Regions from separate parts of the Pan troglodytes genome. Here region 1 is linked to region 2. A link is a contact called in public HiChIP or PLAC-seq data. All regions are on one chromosome and are shown on one strand. Each heading gives the region's core, a stretch centred on a gene start, on an enhancer-like site or on the middle of the called end of the contact. The rest is flanking DNA. Distances are from core to core; before and after follow the strand shown. Region 1 holds the start of CWC27 (CWC27 spliceosome associated cyclophilin). Region 2 holds the start of PPWD1 (peptidylprolyl isomerase domain and WD repeat containing 1).

Region 1 (5,192 bases), core at 1,309-3,808, 800 kb before region 2:
TCCTATTATGTGTGTGGGTAACACCCAAATCATTGTCTTTGACTCTGACTTCTTTCCTAAGCTACAAATTATATCTCTTACTATTAACTATTTGCATTCCTATGTCTGACTAACCTCAACACGACAAGCCCCAGATTGGATGTCATCATCATCCCCTTAACCCCTGCCCCTTGTGAGGTGTTGTCATGTCAGTAAACAGCCCCACCCAATTGCTTAACAGTAAAACCCAGGTAAACCTCATTTCCTCTTTTACCTACCCACATTGAATCAATCACCAACTCCTAGTGACTCTACCACCAAAAATGTATCTTCAATTTATCCACTTCTCTCCTTACCTATTGAGATCACATCTCAGCCACACATCATCATAACTCACCAGAATTACTCCTAACTGGTAAACTTTGTCTCCAATCTACTTTCTAGCCAGAATTATCTTTCCAAAATGTGAATCTGCTTTAAAATCCTTAAATGGCTTCCTGCCATCTGTAGGATAATGCCAAACCTCTTGTCATGGCCTACAGGTCCTTAAAGAGCTGGAAACTACCTTGTAAGTTATCCTATACGATGGCAAAATGAATGAAGTGCACAGTCTAGAGGAACCAGACTGACTTCTTGCTTTCCAGCTGTCTCATAATAGGCAAATTACTTGATTTCTTTGTCCCTCAGTGTCCTCATCTGTAAAATGGGAATATTAATACTCATTTCACAGTGCAGTTGTGAACATTAAATGAGATAGAATACAATGTTTGATATAGTATCTGACATATTTGACTTATAAATATTAGTCAATATTAGCTACAGTTACTATCTACTTAATTTCTCACTTACCTCCCATTTGTATTTGAGTTCTATCCACAGAAAACATCTTTCATTCTGACATATTTGACACATAAATATTAGTCAATATTAGCTACAGCTACTACCTCTGTACTTAATTTCTCACTTATCTCCCATCTGTATTTGAGTTCCATCCATAGAAAACATCTTTCATTTCCTCTTTTCACATATTTCCTCTTCCTTCACGTATCCAGTTCCTCCGACTGCAGTCTCCTCTCCCTTCAAGCCACCCCTCCTACAATTTAGATCTCCTCCTAAGTGCTACCTCCTTTGGAAAGTCCTTCTGCCCATCCTGTATGTGTTTGGTGCCCTTACTTTGTGCTTTCTAAGGTCTTGTATTTTCCTTGCCATGGCACTTGTCCCACTTTCTGTAAATTTCTCTCTCTTCACTGCTAAATTCTAAGTTCTGTGTGAAGCGTAACCATGTCTACCTTGCTCACCACTGTATTTTCAATGCCCAGTACCAGTGCCTGGCACACAGTAGGCTTAATAAAGAGTGTACATTTCCTCTCTCACAGCTCCAGATGTACTCCTCCGCAAACTTCAGTTAGTACAAAAGCACAGTGTTCCAATAACAGCTATCTGTAGAAGGAGGTTCAAAAAGGCTGCCACAGAACAAAGAACCTGGTCAAATAATACTGGGAAGTGCAGGTTTAAACAAAGTTAGGGTTCTGAACCATAGTAATTCTATAGTTCATAGTAATTCTATAGCAATTCATAGTATTCTATTCTAATAGAATAGAATCTTTTCTATTACTAAAGTGCGCTGGGAATTTCCAAGTTGGGAGGTGGGGTGGAGAAGTGTGTATTTCTGAAAATGTCTCCTGCAATCAGTGTTCTGCAGTGGCAAAGCCGGTTTGAGGAGATGCTTTCCGCTACTAGAACTTCCAAGTAAGCTGGTAGTTGAGGACGAGAAAATCTTTTAAGTAATTATTCTGCAGAGTTCACCGTTTTTAGGTCAGTAACTTCTGGACATAGAATTTGAGAGTTAGAAGAAATCTTACATATAATTCAACAAAGCTCCTTCTTTTTATAAGGAAACTGAGGCCCAGAAGCACAAAGCGACCAATCTATGGCCACGGAGCAGCTACATACAACAGGAAGAGCTAGAAGTAGAACCCGCACACCCGGTGGGTCCTAGCGACTTCTAAGACAAACGATGCCTCCGGTTACCTGGGTCGGCCAAGTGTTCCCACTTCAAGTTTTAGTTTTAAGCCATACCACAGTTAAGGTAGTTTTTCTCGGCCGCTTGCCCCCTTAGGCCTACAGTTACAGTCTCTCCCTCCTCCCTCTCTTCCACAATACACTTTCCCTGTAATCCCAAGCAGCTGGGGCTTGGCTCCTGGGGGGAAGATAGTTACTTTCTTTCCTTCAGAGTTTATGTTTGGAGTGTAAACTTTTTCATGTAAACAAAACAAACCTGTGAATTTTAAGGCCTCCGCCTAAATCCCCATGGGCGCTGCTCCGTACACCCCGCACCCTACCCTACCCTCCCTTGCGCTCCCTTCGGAGCTCGGACGCAGAGGCCCTGTAATTGCTCCTTACCTGGGACTGCCATGACGGTGGTAAGAGGGGTAACTCGAGCCTCTGGCTTTCGAAAAGGCGCTTGCTTCCCGCCAGCTGTGAGAACAAGGCACAGTCAAAGCGGCGTTTTCCTTCCCCCAGCGCAGCAGCACCCTCGCTACGGTCGGGAAGGGCCTGTACGCCTCTAGCGACGGCAGAACCAGTAGATGCGGATGCAGTTTCCGGACGAGTCATATTGCAGAAGACACATGGTCCGAACCATTACTGATAGTTTTGGAGGGGGAGTTGAGTTTGATCTGCACACGAGAGTAGTGTAAACACCGCCAACACTTATGAAGTGTCCCTTCTAATATTGTAATACAAATTACATTAAGCTATGGTAACTTTACAGACTTTTCTCGTTCCCTGGAGTACATTGGAATAACCCTTCTCAGGGTTAGCGGTGCTCGGGTCCGGTAACAACATGGCGGTGTCCGTGAGGGGCTCCTTTGGGCAGGGGTAGTGTTTGGTGTCCCTGTCTTGCGTGATATTGACAAACTGAAGCTTTCCTGCACCACTGGACTTAAGGAAGAGTGTACTCGTAGGCGGACAGCTTTAGTGGCCGGCCGGCCGCTCTCATCCCCCATAAGGAGCAGAGTCCTTTGTACTGACCAGGATGAGCAACATCTACATCCAGGAGCCTCCCACGAATGGGAAGGTGAGAGCCTCATCTAGGGAACTTGGCGTCCTGGGATCCCCAAAGTGAGATTTCCCGGATTTGGGGTGGGGAATGGGTTTCAGGATCTCGTGGTAGGAAGAGACCACGAGAAGTGTTGTCTTTACTCCTGCATGTGGACAATGTTGCATTGAAACACTGATGTTGGTACTTTTCAGGATGTACTTGAAGAAGTCAAGTGGAGATTTCTCTACCTACCAGCATTCCGTTTCTATTTTATGCTTTAACCCAACTCATGCAGCCGATTTCTGGGGTCTTAGCTTTTTAAACAGACATTTTTGAGTTTGATATATTCTTTGCTTAACTTGGAGGTCATTCATTCTCCATTTCTTCTACAATCATTAATTGAACGCCTGCGAGGCACTGGGCACTGTACTAGGCGCCGGAGATACAAAGATGGATGGGTAAGGTAGTTGTTTTCCCGGAAAAGCTTATAGTTTAGTTTGTGAGACAGACAGGTAAACAAAAGCCTGTATGTCTGATAAGCGTGCTTGTGGAAAAGAGACCAGGTTGCTATGGCGGTTACTGAGTAGTGAACAACTGGGGAAGTTAGGAAAAGCCTCATGGAAAAGATATCTTTTGAGCTGGTTTTAAAACCTGAGATGACTGTCAGTCAGAGAAAGTGGGAAATGGGGACTATTACCACATTAGAATGGGGAAAGGTTTCTCTGATTGATTTGATAGCTAATGTATGCCAATTCCCATCCAAGATGTTTGTGTGCTGTACAAGGCAGAAGAGTCTGTTGTGGAATAAGTGTCACCTGAATTCTTAAATTGAGACCTAGCTTATATCACATATGAAATTTGATGAATCAGCATATTGGAGAAAATGAGATTGGAAGTATATAGTTGAATTAAGATAAGCTAAATTTACACAACATACCATCCTGTTTGTTACATGATTGCATCATAAATAATTTATACAGTCTTTTATTCATTGACATTTGATAATGTAATGAGAGCAATTTAAAAGTGAAACTAAAAATGCTGTAATTCCCAGCAAAAATTTAATGGATATTTTATGGGCAGACCAATTCTTTCAATTCTTTGTTTGAACTTCTCCTGGGCATTGTAGATTAGTATGTCCATCCCACCCCTCACCTATCTTATTTAATATCAATGTGAAAACCCAAAATACCTACCTCCTCCTATTTCCAAATGTTTCTTGAGGGCAATATCACCCCCAGTTAATAAACATTGGTAGAGATTGAATAGATTTACCATCCTGCCAGACAGGGCCTTCACACTTGCTGTTCCTCTGTCTAATCAAGTGTTGACCTTAGCAAAGAGCCCTTTCTTATCTACTTTCTATGAAATAGCAAACTTCAATCATGCCTTGCATCCCAGCAGTCTCTGGCCCCCTTAACCTTTTTAGTTTTTTCCATGGTATTTATTAATTATTTAGTATTACTGTATCCTTCCTCCTACCTTCCCCCTGTAGAATGTAAGGAACATAAGGGCAGAGACAAACATCTAGAACAGTACTTGATACATGATAGAAGGAGTTCAGATAGGTATTGAATAAATGAATGGATGGATGAATTAATACTATATTTTTCTTAGTTTTTGAGAAGTATTAAGTATCAGTGAGTTTGAGGTTATACTGCTGCTGGTCAAGGACAGACTTAATTGCTTTATTCTAAAGGAAGATTTGACATGGTCATATAGATGAAAAGCTTTAACAAGGATACATTCCTGAATAGATTATTCATTCAACAAATAATGATTGAGCAAATCAATTGCCAGGCTCTATGCTAGGTTTTAGGGAGACAATGGAAAGAAAACACAGCATTGACTCAGTTGTCATGAGTTAGTTGAGTGAAGTATACATTGACTGAATAATCATGCAAATAAATGTTTAATTACAAAATGTGATAAATACTATCTTCTGAACAGAAATAGGCTGAATGATAACATAAGGGCCCAAGTTTTCATCCAAAAACAGCTTGGGACTTTTTCCAGCATAAGGCTCATCAAAGATATTAAAGCTTCTAAGTTCTGTAAGGTTAAGAGTGTGGACAAAAATTTGGTCTGTGAAGAATTTGAAGCAAATGTAATAAGTCTGTTCAATGAATGTTTATTGCCTTTACTATCTAATGGTACATTAGGTGCTGAA
Region 2 (5,018 bases), core at 1,085-3,584:
ACTCTGCAACCAGACTATACAGGTTTAAATCTGTTTTGATATTTAAAAGCTATGAGACTTGGGCAAGTCACTTAAACTTTCTATGCCTCAGTTTCCTTTCCTATAAAATGAAGATAATATTAAATACTCCCTAGGGTTATGACAATTAAATGAGTATATATACATATATATATAAGCACTGTAGCTAGCATATAAAGAGCTTTATCAGTGTTAGCTATTAACAATCTGAATGTCAACTAGTAGAAGGCTGAAAATCTCACCTGCTATACCCATAAGATACAGTTTAAGTTCACAAAGCCAAAGTCAGTCATCATGAATTTTAGAATATTTTTAAGCGAAAAAGTCAAACAAATATTTCTTTACTGACCACTAAAATACATTATCAATATGCAAAAGTAATGCAAAACTCTGCACATGTGGTGGGGGCGGAGGGTGAGGGATAAATATTCAACAAATTATCTGGCTTGGCGATTTAATGTGGCAGTAGAATAAAAACATATAGAAACATTTAAGAGTTTGCTCTCTACCACTTGAGGATGCAAGATGAAAGCTGTATGTAACCTGGAAGAGGGTCATCAACAGAACCAGAAAATGATGGCACCCAGATCTTGAATCTCCAGCCTCTAGACCTGTGAGAAATAAATTTCAGTTGTTTAATTAAAACACACACACACACACTTAAGAGTTGAACTTTTCCCTTTCCCACATTTTGTATCCTTAAACCTATCTTCCTGGAAAGGGAACAAGTGAACTTTTTGAGGTCCCCAGTTAGGACTACAATACTTAATCATTTATTGAAGAAAAACAGCATCTCTTTATTTAGGGATAATACTATACTTAAAGAAACTCGCACTATTAATTGGGAAAAGATTAATATACATGAAATAAGCAAAAAATACCCACATAATTCTAAAATACATTCATTTATTCAACAAATATGTTAATGTGTGCCATTGGTCAGACACTGGCTTTAGCTGTGTAGATGAAAAAGTCTTTGTACTTGTAGAGCTTCCATTCTCATGCAGACAATATAAATGAATGGATAACTAAATACATGATATAATTTCAGGTAGTCAGAAGTGCTATGAAATGGTAAAGTATACAACACTACCTGCAAGTACTATCGGAATTCAGGATAGGGAAGGTTAGAAAAACCAACCCGGAAGGAATTAGTCCATAATAATGCTTAATAAATGTTAACTAGCTACATTATTATTATCATTATCATTATCATCTTCATCCTCATTATTGCCATGGTCTCTGAAAGATGAGAAGCTGTAAACATGAAGGCTAAATCGCTGTGGAGATGCTTTCAAGCATAAAAACATAAGAGTAGGAGGCAAGAACGAACAGGGGAAATTTGTGAGACACAAAAGAAAGTAGCCTGATGAGAGCAGAGGGCAGAGAAGAAATGAGACTTGCTAGGTAGAATGGTCAAATAATGGGAACCTTTGAAATAAAATAAAGTGCCTACTATGGGGGGGCAGTTCCTTCCCTGTACGTGGTGCCTATCTCAAGGCAAAAGTAGAGAAGAGATTTACGACGAGGATTTTATTAGGTTGGTGCAAAAGTAATTGCAGAGAAAAAAAAGAAGTGTTTTACGGAGGTCATTTTGACAAGCTGTATTTGATTTTTTAAAAAAGAGATTAAGATAATACATTTTATGTTATGTGCTTTTTACCTAATTTTTTAAAAATGAAGAAGACAGATGAGGAGGAGGAGAAAGAGTTCAGATGACTGCTAGGAGATGAAATCCTATACCAGAGAGAAGAAAGAAGGGTGACCCGTTCTGCCCTAGGTCTTTTGGTTATTTGAAGTAGCTGCTTCTCCACCCCACCCCCAGAAACAGTAACAAGCACTCACCACCTTCTTCAGTGAGTGTGTGAAAGAATAAAGGTCAGGAGAGAAAACATGTTTAGTGCATCTGAAAGGAAACCCGCGAGTTAACCACTTCCTTCTGTCCCCACCCTTCCGTCTTTCTCTAAATATTGGTGAGGTTATGGAGCTTGCGTTGGCGCGCGGGAAGCCGAGAAGAACGGGACTCAAAGCCCGGCTGGGAAGTCAGGTATCTAATTGGCCGGCGATAAGGGTTTCACCTTCAGGACTGGAGCTCCACAAGATTCAACCGTTATATCAACATCCCCGGCCCAGGTCTTACCATCACAGCTTCACAAACTCCAGGTCGCCTAGGCGCTGCGCAGGAAGCGCTTGCCAGCCCCGGACTTCTGCGCGCGCTGCATGCCCATTGGATGTGTTCATTCCCACCCCAGCCAATCCCGAAACTCGCTCGGACGCTGACAGAAGACTGCGCCGCTGCTTTGGGATTTGTAGCTGAGTTTTGTGTCGCGCCTTTTCTGACGATGCGAACAACATGGCGGCGGAAAGTGGTAGCGATTTTCAGCAGAGACGTAGAAGGCGCCGGGACCCGGAGGAACCGGAAAAAACAGAACTCAGCGAAAGAGAGCTGGCAGTAGCAGTGGCGGTGTCCCAGGAGAACGATGAGGAGAACGAAGAGCGCTGGGTTGGACCTTTACCTGTGGAGGCAACACTGGCCAAGAAGAGGAAAGGTAGCTGCAGACATAGTACCGGGACGAATTGGAGTGCTGCGTCCGCTGAGTAGGAGGGTTCAAGCCAGATCCGAAGAGGGATGATGTGTGGAGTTTTGTGCCCTCAGAACAGAGGGCCGTCCTCTCACTTCTGGCTACTCCATACTTGCATGTCTTAACGAAATAGTGATTTAAGCGTAGTACAACGTCTTTTTGATAATATCTAACACTTTTGATCATTGATTTGTTATGACAGATGCTAAAACTAACATTTTCCTATTCTTATGTGTTTGGCTCCTCTCATTTACTCCCCACAGCAGCCACATGAAGTTGGAATTTCGAACTCTTATTTAGGTATGCAAAAGGGTACCAGTTCTCTTTAAGGCTTTAGTTCAGGAGTGGTGTTAATGTATTAATGTGTTGGGGCGCGAGAGGAAGGCGGTGCTTATTTCGAATCATGGTAGGTAAAGATAATTTCAACTCTGACACTTCCACTAATAAAATTTCGCATCTAGGGAAAGTGACGTAAGCTTCCTAGATCACAGATTTGTTTTCATCCAAAACCCGAAGTCTGTGGTTTTGAAATCACGCTCTTGATACGATGGGCTGAGGCATTTTGTCACTAACGAGGAATAATCACAAATTATTATCAAATAAAAGGGGTGGGAAAAGGGGTAGATTAAGTTTTCTTGTCTTTGTTGTTTTGTTATCTTGTTTTTCTGTGAAATGTTTTCCTTAAGTATTTAAGACATTTTAAATGTGGTCTAAGCTCAAATCGTACTTTAGCACTTTCCCTTAAAAAACTTCAATGATTTGTCATTATTTTCTCTCTCTCTCTCTTTTTTTTTTTTTTTTTTTTTGAGACGGAGTCTCGCTCTGTCGCCCAGGCTGGAGCGCATGCAGTGGCGCTATCTCGGCTCACCGCAACCTCCGTCTCCGGGGTTCAAGCGATTCTTCTGCCTCAGCCTCCCGAGTAGCTGGGGCTACAGGCGCACGCCCGCACGCCCAGCTAATTTTTGTATTTTTAGTAGGGACGGGGTTTCACCATGTTGGCCAGGATGGTCTTGATTTCTTGACCTCGTAATCTGCCTGCCTCGGCCTCTCAAAGTGCTGGGATTACAGGCATGAGCCACGGCGCCCAGCTCATTATTTTCATTAAAGCCCAAACTCCCTCACATGGCATATAAAGCCCTTTATGATGTGATCTCTCCTTACCTTCTTAGTGCATCTTCCATTATCTTGCTCTCCCAACCCCTTACTTTGTACTCCACCATTCTAAAATCACTCGAGAATCGGTCTTGTACTTTTTTTCCCTCTGGATTCCTACCCAGATATGGTGTTTCTACCGGGAATAATTTCCCTCAACTCTTCCACTGAACTGACTTTTGGTCAACCTTTAGCACTTAGCTATCATCTTCTCTGGGAAGCCTGTGACTTCTCCAGTCTGGACTGGATTTCTGAAGCACTTTGATCATAACTCTGAGGTAGTTATCTATCAATACTGAATTTACAGGTAGCCTTCAAATTTTATGTATCCAAATTTTGAAGAAGCTGTTTTTTTGAACGTTGTATATTGACACCCTTACAGTGCATTATCATTTTTACTTCCTGGTCCTCTTATTAAATGTTTCCATAGTAACCATTTTATTTATGGCACTTGCCGCAGTTTCTAATTATATATTTATTCATGTGATTGATGAATGTTTCTCTTCACTGCTAAGACTGTAAACAAGTAAGAACCAGAATCACGCCTTTTTTGTTTCATTGCTTGGTGTACAGTGCTTTGCCTAAGTATTTAATGACTGCATATTAAGACATATAAGACAAGTGTCTTATAAACTTAATATAACGGAGACAGATATAAATTAGTAGGTGTGAAAATCTTTCCTCTTAATCAGTTATTTATTGTTTTAAGACAGCCAATAGTTGGCCGGGTGTGGTGGCTGATGCCTGTAATCCTGGCACTTTGGGAGGCTGAGGCGGGCAGATCATCAGGTCAGGAGTTCTAGACCAGCCTGACTAACATGGTGAAACCCCGCCAGTCTCTACTAAAAATACAAAAAAATTAGCCGGGCGTGGTGGCGCACACCTATAATCTCAGCTATTCAGGAGGCTGAGGCAGGAGAATCACTTGAACCCAGGAGGCAGAGGTTGCAGTGAGCTGAGATTGTGCCACTGTACTTCAGCATGGGCAACAGAGCAAGACTCCGTCTCAAAAAAAAAAAAAAAAAAAAAAGCCAATAGTTTATTCAGTTTGAAGAAAAAAATTGAAACTGAAAAACATACATGGAATGTTACAAAAATATTTAAAATTTTGTCTAAATGGACAAGTATTTAACAATTTCAGCTTTCTAGAAATGGAGTCACCCCCTTTAACATGTTCTTTGGACATTGGACTGTTGTATATATTTTCAGAAAGACATGATTATATAGCACTATATCTCTTCAGGACAGGAACTGTGTTTTACTCTT

Evidence for each region. HiChIP or PLAC-seq counts read pairs in DNA pulled down with a chosen protein or histone mark.
Region 1: an H3K4me3 HiChIP or PLAC-seq map of stem cell-derived excitatory neurons shows a contact between it and region 2, with 3 times the contacts expected there. The contact joins the promoter of CWC27 here to the promoter of PPWD1 in region 2. A contact is called at or near these places in 1 of 1 datasets of contacts at active chromatin or transcription factors (stem cell-derived excitatory neurons) and 1 of 1 other capture datasets (stem cell-derived neural stem cells).

The regions. Positions count from the first base shown.
Region 1 is chr4:49,870,634-49,875,825 of NHGRI_mPanTro3-v2.0_pri, reverse strand. CWC27 (CWC27 spliceosome associated cyclophilin) reads left to right here and starts at 2,558. Exons shown (of 14, transcript XM_517739.8): 1 at 2,558-3,058. The coding sequence starts at 3,017. SREK1IP1 (SREK1 interacting protein 1) reads right to left here and starts at 2,521. Exons shown (of 5, transcript XM_001165048.8): 1 at 2,383-2,521. The coding sequence starts at 2,395.
Region 2 is chr4:49,073,072-49,078,089 of NHGRI_mPanTro3-v2.0_pri, reverse strand. PPWD1 (peptidylprolyl isomerase domain and WD repeat containing 1) reads left to right here and starts at 2,334. Exons shown (of 12, transcript XM_001164029.7): 1 at 2,334-2,567; 2 at 2,864-2,900. The coding sequence starts at 2,499. It overlaps CENPK (centromere protein K), which reads right to left and starts at 2,392. Exons shown (of 11, transcript XM_063811197.1): 1 at 2,159-2,392; 2 at 528-629.